Linked DNA regions of Bos taurus: region 2 is linked to region 1. Evidence: chromatin contacts called from public Hi-C data. All regions are on one chromosome and are shown on one strand. The core of a region is the stretch at or near the end of the contact, and the rest is flanking DNA. Distances in the headings are between cores, read along the strand shown. Region 1 overlaps LOC104975214 (a long non-coding RNA gene). Region 2 overlaps LOC104975214 (a long non-coding RNA gene).

Region 1 (5,577 bases), core at 875-3,374:
TGGTCAGTGGGAAGTCAGGGCAAAGAAATCAGCAGTCATGAGAAACGTTTCAAGGGTAAAATCTACTGGCCTTATTGAATATGGAGGTGTTGGAGAGTAGAGGTATGCACGAGTGTGTACCCAGGCATTAAGTCGTGTTTGATTCTTTGTGACTCCATGGACTGTTGCCCACCAGGCTGCTCAATCCATGGGATTTCCTAGGGAAGAATACTAGAGTCGGTTGCCATTTCTTTCTCCAGTGGATCTCCCCAATCCAGGGATTGAACCTGTGTCTCCTGCATTGGCAGAAGGATTCTTTACCACCAAGCCACCTGGGAAGCCTGAGTAGAGGTATGGGGTAGTTCAGAAGGAGGGAGGAAGGCTGAATAATTTGTGGCCATTTTTAAAAAACCACTACAATCAGCAGCACATGCATGGACCTTATGGGAAATGCATACTCTTAGGGTCCACTAGAGACCCACCAAGCCAGACTCTCCAGGAGTGGGACCCAGGAATCTGTTTTAACAAGCCCTACAGGTAATTCTGGCACCTGATAACAAGCCCAACTGTAAGGATAAAAGACACTCTCTTTGTATCCAGGAATACATATTTGGTCCCCTTTGTTTCTTCCTAACAACTCTCGTTGAACTATTTATCTTCCAGTCCTTGCTGAATAGTTAAAAATCAATTCGTTGAAGGGTGGGAAAAAATGAGGGAATGGTAGGGATGTATAATATATATGGGTGTGAGTATGCGCTGGGAAAAGAGTTGGGGAAAGTGTCCAAGTACAAAGGATCTCTGTTCATCAAAAGGCTTTCTGAAATCTGGTGTTCATCATTTATAAAATCAAATGTAATATATGACTAAGCTTTAGGAAAATATTTTCTAGTAAGATCATGAATTGAAAGAAAATGTAAGCACATCAAAGAAAAGGGCTCTAGTCTAGGGAGCAAGATTTGGAAAGCACAATTTTTTTTGATCATCCAATGTGTTACTCATGCCCACTGAAGGACAGAATGTATTAAAATAACTGGTCAATAATCTCAATCAATATTTTAGTGGAACCCCATAGTGGAATCAATAATGGTGACCCAAATGCAATGACCTTTGGAACTCAGAACTCTGCTGTCTCATAGGTTGTTTCTAATCGACTTAATAAAAAATGTTCAGGTGCAAAACCAAATGGTTCAATTCCTGGAAAATCATTAGTAGTTAAGTAATTAAACAATCACTCACTTATTAACTTTTCCAGGTACTTTGGTCACGCTTGACAACACCAAGATTGCCTAGTAATTATATAAATTATTCCTTTTCTCCATTCAGTAGTTACTCTAAAAAATAAATTTTCATGAAAAAAAGATAACTTTTGAAGCATGGGTAGTGGAAATAGGGTGCTAAACTCTCCCAGAGGTACTGCTGATTCAAAACATATGTCAGGAGTAAGCAGCATGGAGCAATGGAAACAACAATGATTTATTTCATGAATTCTTTGCAATTTTAACAAGAATGAGCATTTCATAATTATAAAAAATAGTTATTTTCTTTTAAATTAAAATTTAAAAAGAAAGATATGCATGAAGAAAAAACTACAAGTGTCAAAGTCAAAATGTGTTGGTTCAGTTCCTGATTCTGCAACTTACTAGCTTACATGACCTTGGGCATGTTTCTTAGCTGCTCTGGGCTTCTGTGTTCTTCTCTTGAAGATAGAAATGCTTACCTCAAATGGTTACTGTTATATTAAAAGAGCTAATAGATAGGAAGCACTTTGCACAATACTTGTCCAGATGAGTACTCAATTTTACAATATTAGCTTTTGGTTGCTATTTCTAGCTTTGGACTCAGCTCAACTCAGAGTTCAACTCCCAGCTCTTCTACTTACTAGCTATGTACCTTGGGCCAATCATTCATCTCTAAAAGCCTTGTTTGTTGGTTTGTTTTTAAGATATGGAAAATGAGGACAAGATTATCTACCATATATGAAGGTGGAGATCAAAGAGTAGAAACACAAGTCATGACTACTTTAACTCTTCAGAATGAATTTTACCTTCTATATCAATTTTCCTCAGACTCCCCTGTTAAGCTCAGTACAATCCTTAGCACTGCCCCGTCCACACTGACACTGGCATACCCACACCGGGACTGGCAGAGGACCCTATTCTTATAGAAGAGATGGTTCTCTTCATTTTGTGTGTTTGTACAAAGGTCATCTTACACACACCTGCTCTCAGACTGTTCAGAAACCACCATATGAAAATCCTACAATCCATGGGGTCATGCCTTTATATGAGAGAACAGAGGTGATCTCAAACACATTTTCTAGTTATTTTCCCATTTTTACCTGCATGGTCCCTTGTCTTATTGGAATGAATTCTTAGCCATCTGGTACTCACCCAAGCCTCAAATTCAGTTGGGTACAACCAGTGAGACAATATAATTAGAAATGAAGATAAAACATAAAAATACAAAACCATGAAAAAAAAAAGGTGACTAGATATGACCATGGCTTTTCTGTTTGTTTGTTTTAACCTCTCAATGACAAAGACAACATAAAAAATTAAATGTGAAATAATATATAGAAAAGATATTAGTAATAGGTATAGCAAAGTGTCCGGAGAAGGCAATGGCACCCCACTCCAGTACTCTTGCCTGGAAAATCCCATGAACGGAGGAGCGTGGTAGGCTCCAGTCCATGGGGTCACTAAGAGTTGGGCACGACTGAGCGACTTCACTTTCACTTTTCACTTTCATGCATTGGAGAAGGAAATGGCAACCCACTCCAGTATTCTTGCCTGGAGACTCCCAGGGACAGAGGAGCCTAGTGGGTTGCCGTCTATGGGGTTGCACAGAGTCGGACACGACTGAAGCAACTTAGCAGCAGCAACAGCAGCAAAGTGTCAATGCCCTTAATATACAAAGAGCACTTGTAAATCATTAATGTGAAAAGACCAGAATCTCAATAGAAAAAAATAGGCAAAGGATATGAACAGAAGGTTCACAAAAGAAGATATATAAAGAATGAATAGACAGATAACAATCAACTTACTAACAAGTAAAAGTAACTTTCATCAGATGGTCAAAGGTTTCATAAACTGAGGATTCCAACTATTGGTAAGGTATGGGAAAATGACTTTACATACTATTGCTAGAATTTTCAGAAGGGCAACACGTATTAAAAATTTCAAGTCTATATCATTTGATCTAGTAATTCCACTTTAAGGAATGTACCCCAAAATAAATGGTCAGGATGTATACAAAAGAATGTTTGTTAGACAGCTATTTATAATAGAAAAAATATTTGAAACAATCTAAAATCTAATAATAAAGTCATTGGTTAAAAGTAAAAATGAATCAATGATTCATCCATACAAAAGAAAACAGACTTCCATTTCATATACAGCAGAATTATATCTTTTAATGTGGAAATCCTTCCACAGTAGGGGGAAGGGAGAGAAGCAATCCAGGCAGAGAAGCCAGCTTGTTCAAAGGCTCCACTATCAAGCACAGGGCTCCTGGCCCACATGGGGTTTTGTAATCAGCATCAATTTTCTGGGAACCTGCCTTAAATGAAGGCTGAGAGTGAAACTCCATTAGGCAGGGCTCCTCCCTGTCTTGTTCACTGCTTGTTCATGTATGCCAAATGCCTTGCATAGCCCTTGCACAATAAGTGTCTGTTAACTTAAACTGCATACCATTCCTACAAAAGTGTTTCAGTGTGGGTATATGCAAGTTTACATAGAAGGATGTTTGCTAAAGTGGCATACTCTAGGTTGAAGGATCTGAGTTGATACCTACTTTCTCCCTTATATTTTCATGTATTGTTTGAAATTTTATGATAAGCAAGAGTCATTTTCACAATTAAAGATAGCTAACAAGACTATTGCCACTCAAAATTACTAGAGCTAATCAATGAATATAGTAAAATTGAAAGATATAAAATTAATACACAGAAATTCCTTGCATTCCTATACACTAACAATGAAAAATCAGAGAAATTAAGGCAACAATCCCATTCACCATTACAAAGAAAAGAATAAAATACTTAGGAATAAATTGACCAAAGAAACAAAAGACCTGTATATAGAAAACTATAAAACACTGATGAAAGAAATCAAAGATGACACAAATAGATGCAGAAATATACCATGTTTGTGATTGGAAGAATCAATATAGTGAAAATGAGTACACTACCTAAAGCAATCTACAAATTCAATGCAACCCCTATCGAACTACCAATGGTATTTTTTATAGAACTAAAACAAATCATTCCGCAATTTGTATGGAAACACAAAAATCTCAAGTAGCCAAAGCAATCTTGAGAAAGAAGAATTGAACTGGAGGAATCAACCATCCTGACTTCAGACTACAAAGTTACAATCATCAAGACAGTATGGTATGGGCACAATGACAGAAATATAGATCAATGGAACAAAACAGAAAGTCCAGAGGTAAATCCACACACCGATGGACAACTTATCTTTAACAAAGGAGGCAAAAATATACAATGGAGAAAAGACAGTCTCTTTAACAAGTGGTGCTGGGAAAACTGTTCAACCACATGTGAAAGAATGAAACTAGAACACTTTCTAACACCATACACAAAAATAAATTCAAAATGGATTAGAGATCTAAATGTAAGACCAGAAACTATAAAACTTAGAGGAAAACATAGGCAGAACACTCTCTGACATAAATCACAGCAATATCCTCTATGATCCCCCTCCCAGAGTAATGGAAATAAAAACTAAAATAAATAAATGGGGCCTAATTAAGCTTAAAAGCTTTTGCACAATGAAGGAAACTCTCAGTCAGTATCAGTTCAGTTGCTGTCTGACTCCTTGTGACCCCATGGACTGCAGCACGTCAGGCTCCCTGTCCATCACCAACTCCTGGAGCTTACTCAAACTCATATCTGTCGAGTCAGTGATGCCATCCAACCATCTCATCCTCTGTCATCCCCTTCTCCTCCCACCTTCACATCTACTTCTGCTTTATTGACTACACTTAAGCCTTTGACTGTGTGGATCACAACAAACTGTGGAAAATTCTTCAAGAGATGGGAATACCAGACCACCTTACCTGCCTCCTGAGAAAGCTATATTTAGGTCAAGAAGCAACAGTTCTGGACTGTTGAACATAGAACAAAGTAATGTCTCTGCTTTTGAATATGCCATCTAGGTTGGTCATAACTTTCCTTCCAAGGAGTAAGTGTATTTTAATTTCATGGCTGCAATCACCATCTGCAGTGATTTTGGAGCCCAGAAAAATAAAGTCTGACACTGTTTCCACTGTTTCCCCATCTATTTCCCATGAAGTGATAGGACTGGATGCCATGATCTTAGTTTTCTGAATGTTGAGCTTTAAGCCAACTTTTTCACTCTCCTCTTTTACTTTCATAAAGAGGCTCTTTAGTTCTTCTTCACTTTCTGCCATAAGGGTGGTGTCATCTGCATATCTGAGGTTATTGAGATTTCTCCCAGCAATCTTGATTCCAGCTTGTGCTTCTTCCAGCCCAGAGTTTCTCATGATGTACTCTGCATATAAGTTAAATAAGTAGGGTGACAATATATAGCCTTGACATACTCCTTTTCCTATTTGGAA
Region 2 (5,042 bases), core at 532-3,031, 100 kb before region 1:
TCAGGGAGAAGAGCCCACTGCTATTCCACACTTCTCCCCCACCACCCCTGCGCAGCACACAAAACCTCACACTTCATTCCTGAATAAACATGAACACAAGTGATACCAAGGACTCCAAACAAAAGCCCAGTTGCACCCTGAGTTGATTAACTCTGCTGCTGCTGCTGCTAAGTCTCTTCAGTCGTGTCCGACTCTGTGTGACCCCATAGATGGCAGCCTACCAGGCTCCCCCATCCCTGGGATTCTCCAGGCAAGAACACTGGAGTGGGTTGCCATTTCCTTCTCCAATGCATGAAAGTGAAAAGTGAAAGTGAAGTCGCTCAGTCTTGTCTGACTCTTAGCGACCCCATGGACTGCAGCCCACCAGACTCCTCTGTCCATGGGATTTTCCAGGCAAGAGTACTGGAGTGGGGTGCCTTCTCCGTGATTAACTCTAGGGTCCACCAAATTGGCCAAGTCCTTTAGCTTCTGATAGCCAGGGAGATACACAAACAGATACCTGTTTATGGATGCTCCAATGCAGCCTGTCCCAAACCTCAAGTCAGAGTATTCATCACGGTTTTCTCTTCCTTTAATAGTTATGTTTCTTTTATTCTTTCAACTGAGAAGTCGCTGATTATTAGACAGTTAAGATTCTTCTAAAGAAGAAATATGAGTTGTGAGGTTTCAGAACATGTGTCTGTAAATCCAAAACCTGTGGCTGCTTCTCTCCAGGTAACCCTGAAATGGTAACTAGGGGCTGTGTGTTTAACTTACTGTCAACCATGATCCCAATCAATGTTATTTTCTATTGCCTTCAGCTGGAAGAATTCAAGTCAAGAAGGACTTGTACAGAAACTATGTTGGGGAGATGACAAAGGTCTAGTTCTTGTTTAAGAACTGGGATCTTTTCTTTCACAGGCAGGAGAGAAGGGTGTGAGAAATAAACCTCCTGCTGACACAAAGAAGGGGTTCTCGTAACTGTTTACTCTACCCACAACAGTTCTGAACCCTATCAGACAAAAGGTGGCTTGTTCCTCTGCAGACTCAGTGATATGCGGAATTGGCTGAGGTGGTTCCAAAAGGTGTTTGGCCAGTGCAAATGAATGAGCTTGGAGAAGGGCTTGCCAAGTCCTGTTAAGGTTTATAGAAGTCAAGAAGCTATGGCATTCCAACTCTGGTCATATTTCTCCAGTTCGGCTTAAGTTTTGTGCCTGCAGTTGACTGCCTTTTTTGTATTTTGATTTTCATTAAGACAGAAGGCTTGCTGTTGGCAATAACGCCATGGAACGTCCTTGCTGGAGCTTAACATTTCAGCACATTTTGCATTGCCTAATGATGGGGTTGTGGTTTGCCAGGAAGGGACTGTTAACGCTTTCCTCCTAGAACTGGGTAGAACTATCCCTGTGCAAACCTCAGCTAGTTCAAACAAAGCTTCTGTAATGGCAAAGGGAGAGAAAAGCTGCTATAAATACTTTTAAAGGCTGCATAGGTGATTTACAACTCGCTTTATTAATCCTATAAAAAGGCACAGCTGAACGCCTTTAAGTTACATGCATACAGATGACTAATTAAATACACAGTTAAAAGTCTTGACCCAGCACAATTCTGACCATTAAAGAAATAAGTCTTGAATTACCCTCTAGGCAAAAGTTTTTGGATGAATTTGTGGGTGGAAGAGGATGAGGGGTGAGGTGAAGAGAGAAGGTTGACATAGTAGATGACGGCAAGCGACAGAGAAGAGGGGAAATTGAGTTCCTGCTGGCTCATGTTTACCCAGCATCACAACACTTACTGACGACAACACAGCAGCCACAGAACTGCCCACCACTGCCAAAAGCCACTTCCTCTCACCTCTGACAATGACTAGACTATGGTTAGTTTGAGTAGGGGTGAATTAAAGTAGCTTTGGATGCAGAAAGAATAATAGAATCCTAACATGCTGGTGGGGTGACATCTCACAGGCTTGCTGACCTCAATTGGTTTATACTTTTAAAAACTGAAACTTGGGGATGAGAGGATTTTTTTTTTTTTTTTTTCTATCACAGGACTAGTTATCAGCAAAATGAGAATGAGGACCCAGAAGCAACCTCTAGAACATTAACCTTTCCAAGACACCACTCATTCTGCAGGCTGTGTTGCCAGGAGACACAACATATTTTGATGGAGGAGAGAGGGGATTAGTGGAAGGCAAGTCAGGTAGGATGCAATTCCAAAACTTTAAATGTTTGCCAAACCATTTATCAGAAACATAAAAGGCTCTTTCAGTTTTAAGGTTCTTGGAAAGGATTGGGAGAGGAGGGAGTGGCCTTTCCCATCAGGGGACAAGACTGAACAATTCTTCCATCGGCTAAGTGGGGTTTTCTTTGTTGCTTGGCCCCCTCACAAAATCTGGCTCTGTACAAAACATTTTTAGAAACTCCCAAATCAGGCTGTGAAAGTGTTGTGTGAGAACATTGGGACACAGGTCAGGAAGATTGGATAGCACGCCTGAGGGGCTGCTTGGGGGCAGCCAGTGTTATTCCTCTTGCATTTAGCACTTGAGGTGATCCACCAAGGTCAAGGTCACCTCCATCTAGGCTGCCCAAATAAAGTCTGCAGCTGATAACTTTTTTTTTTTTTCCACTTGCACAGCTCTACCTGCTTTGTTTGCTTCCGTAGTGACCCTGAGGCCATTTCCTCAGTTCCAAATAGAGGCCAAGTTTACTTCCCTATTTATATGTGAAGCACGGAGCCCAGCTGTTGCCTTTACCTAGAAACGTTACCTTCTTTGCCCTCACTGTTTTTCATTGATTTTACACCCCTTTCATCAGCTAATTTCTGTCCATGACTCAAGTTTCAGCTCGGATGTCACTTCAGAGTGACAGAGAAGTCTTTCTGGATTCCCAGGAGAAGATTCGGGGCTCTCTTACCTCCTCTCAGAGGAGGCTTTGCATACCCTTGTCATAGGAAACACTCATCACACTCTAACTGTCTAGGTTCGGGTTTTTTTTTTTTTTTTTTACTTCTGATTATAGGCTCCATGAGGGCAGGAACCATGTTCTGTTATTCACCATTGTATATATATTATGGTGCCTGACGTATAGAGGGATGCTTATAAAACACAGTTTTTAAATAGCCAAATGTCCTCTCTTTCTCACCATCTCTCCATTCCTTTCCATATGGGAAAACAATTTAATAGAATATAAGGTTTTATTGGACTTCCCTGGTGGCTCAGTCGGTAAAGCATCTGTCTTCAATGCGGGAGACCTGGGTTCGATCCCTGGGTCGGGAAGATCCCCTGGAGAAGGAAATGGCAACCCACTCCAGTACTCTTGCCTAGAAAATCCCATGGACAGAGGAGCCTGGTGTCCATGGGGTCGCAAAGAGTCAGACACAACTGAGAGACTTCATTAAAATAAAAAATTATTTTACTTTAAACATAGAGAAGTGGATGAAAATGACTGAATGTGAGAATTTGATTAGTTTTATAGGGCTGTCACAACAAAAAAATCAAAGACAAGGTAGTCTATATGACAGAAATTTATTGTCTAGAGGCAAGAAGGCCAAATCAAGGTTGTGAGCAGGATTGACTCCTTCTGAGGATTATGAAGGATCTGTTCCAGGCCTTCATAGTATGTAGATGGCTGTCTTCATGTTCACATGGCATTCTTTCTGTATGCCTGTTTGTCTCCAAGTTTCTCCCTTTTTATAAGGACCCTAGTCATATTGGATTAGGGCCCTCCCAAATGATCTCATTTTAACTTGATTAGCTCTAAAAAGACCCCAGTCTCCAAATAAGGTCACATTCTGAGGTATCATGGGTTCAGTTCAGTTCAGTTCAGTCCTCAGTCATGTCTGACTCTTTGCGACCCCATGAATCGCAGCACGCCAGGCCTCCCTGTCCATCACCACAACTCCCGGGTTAGGACCTAAAAAAATGAAATTAGCGGGACATGATTCAACCCATAATAGGAACAATGATGTCACTGCAACTATAGCTGGCCATTCAAAAGACTAAAATCACAGTGAGACTGAAGTATTTCAACATTCTCTATAGGCTGATTGTGGCCACTTCTAATAGAGCTTAGAAAGCCAGGCTGAGTAGCATATTCTAGGGATATAATCTCCAAATGGAAGCCTTAGGATTTTCAAGACCCTCTACCGTAGTGTTCAGTCAGAACACAAGGTGCTATAGAAACATTTTGCTAAAAGAACCTCCTGGATCACATGTCACAGTCAATAATTGCAGTCCTTTCCCCTCAAAATCATTTCTGTGCTCATGCCAAGAAGCAAAGGAAAGCTAAGTTTCCTAAGGGCATTATGGGGTTTCCATCTTTTGGTCTAAACTTGCACTATTATTCCCAGAATAACTGTGAAATTGAATTTGATCCATGAACCTGATGAGTAATCAGCTAAGGTCACCTAGAGGTGAAATATACCTCTGCTCACTGATTCAATGTTTCTTTTGTAAACGCTCTTTACATATGAAGGAAGGTGGCTCTTAATGTGGCCCATTTTCTTCCTTGTTTCCAAGTTTCAGTTTCATTTATGAATTTTTTCCTGCAAAAATTTTAAATGCTTATGTAGTCAAGTAATAAGTCTTCTCCTTTTTATCTTCTGTGTTTCTCAGGAGCCTTGTTGATTCCCTAGTGGCATCCTCCGTCCCCTGCCTCCTACACCAGGAGTTGTTCATGTCTGACTTCTCTAGGAGCCTTGAGGAACAGCACAGGCTCCTTAACTGATAGGTTTTATTTTTTCAAGGGTGGCTTTGCAATATCCTGGATAAGACACATTTAATAGCATCAAATAGCACTTCTTTTATACCATTTGCTATATTTTATGCAATTGGGCAGATGTTTGTATCTCCCATTAGACTGACCTCCACTGAAGGCAGAGACTATGTTTGGTTCACTGTTTTAGCCCCAGAACCTAACTCAGTGCATGTTCAACACAGGTGAATGCTACAGTGAATGCCTATCTAACGTCTGTGAATGTCATCACTGGGGGGCCCTCTTCTCACCCTTGGGTGCTCCTTATCCTTTAACACCCGTGTCTTGCATGTTAAATTCTCTCGGATTATT

Evidence for each region. Hi-C and Micro-C count contacts between places; a contact is called where the count stands out from the background.
Region 2: a Hi-C map of liver shows a contact between it and region 1, with 1.6 times the contacts expected there. The contact joins two enhancer-like sites. A contact is called at or near these places in 2 of 11 Hi-C or Micro-C datasets (liver and skeletal muscle).

What each region holds. Positions count from the first base shown.
Region 1 is chr20:11,007,813-11,013,389 of ARS-UCD2.0, reverse strand. All of the region lies in intron 3 of LOC104975214 (a long non-coding RNA gene), which reads right to left. Among named protein-coding and RNA genes, the nearest start is that of SLC30A5, 450 kb to the right of the region's middle. Within about 2 kb of position 2,124, at least 1 of the 102 cell types and tissues checked has an H3K27ac peak or open chromatin away from gene starts, as enhancers often do. A contact at or near this core is called in liver, where this site is marked.
Region 2 is chr20:11,108,655-11,113,696 of ARS-UCD2.0, reverse strand. All of the region lies in intron 3 of LOC104975214 (a long non-coding RNA gene), which reads right to left. Among named protein-coding and RNA genes, the nearest start is that of PIK3R1, 370 kb to the left of the region's middle. Within about 2 kb of position 1,781, at least 12 of the 102 cell types and tissues checked have an H3K27ac peak or open chromatin away from gene starts, as enhancers often do. A contact at or near this core is called in liver, where this site is marked.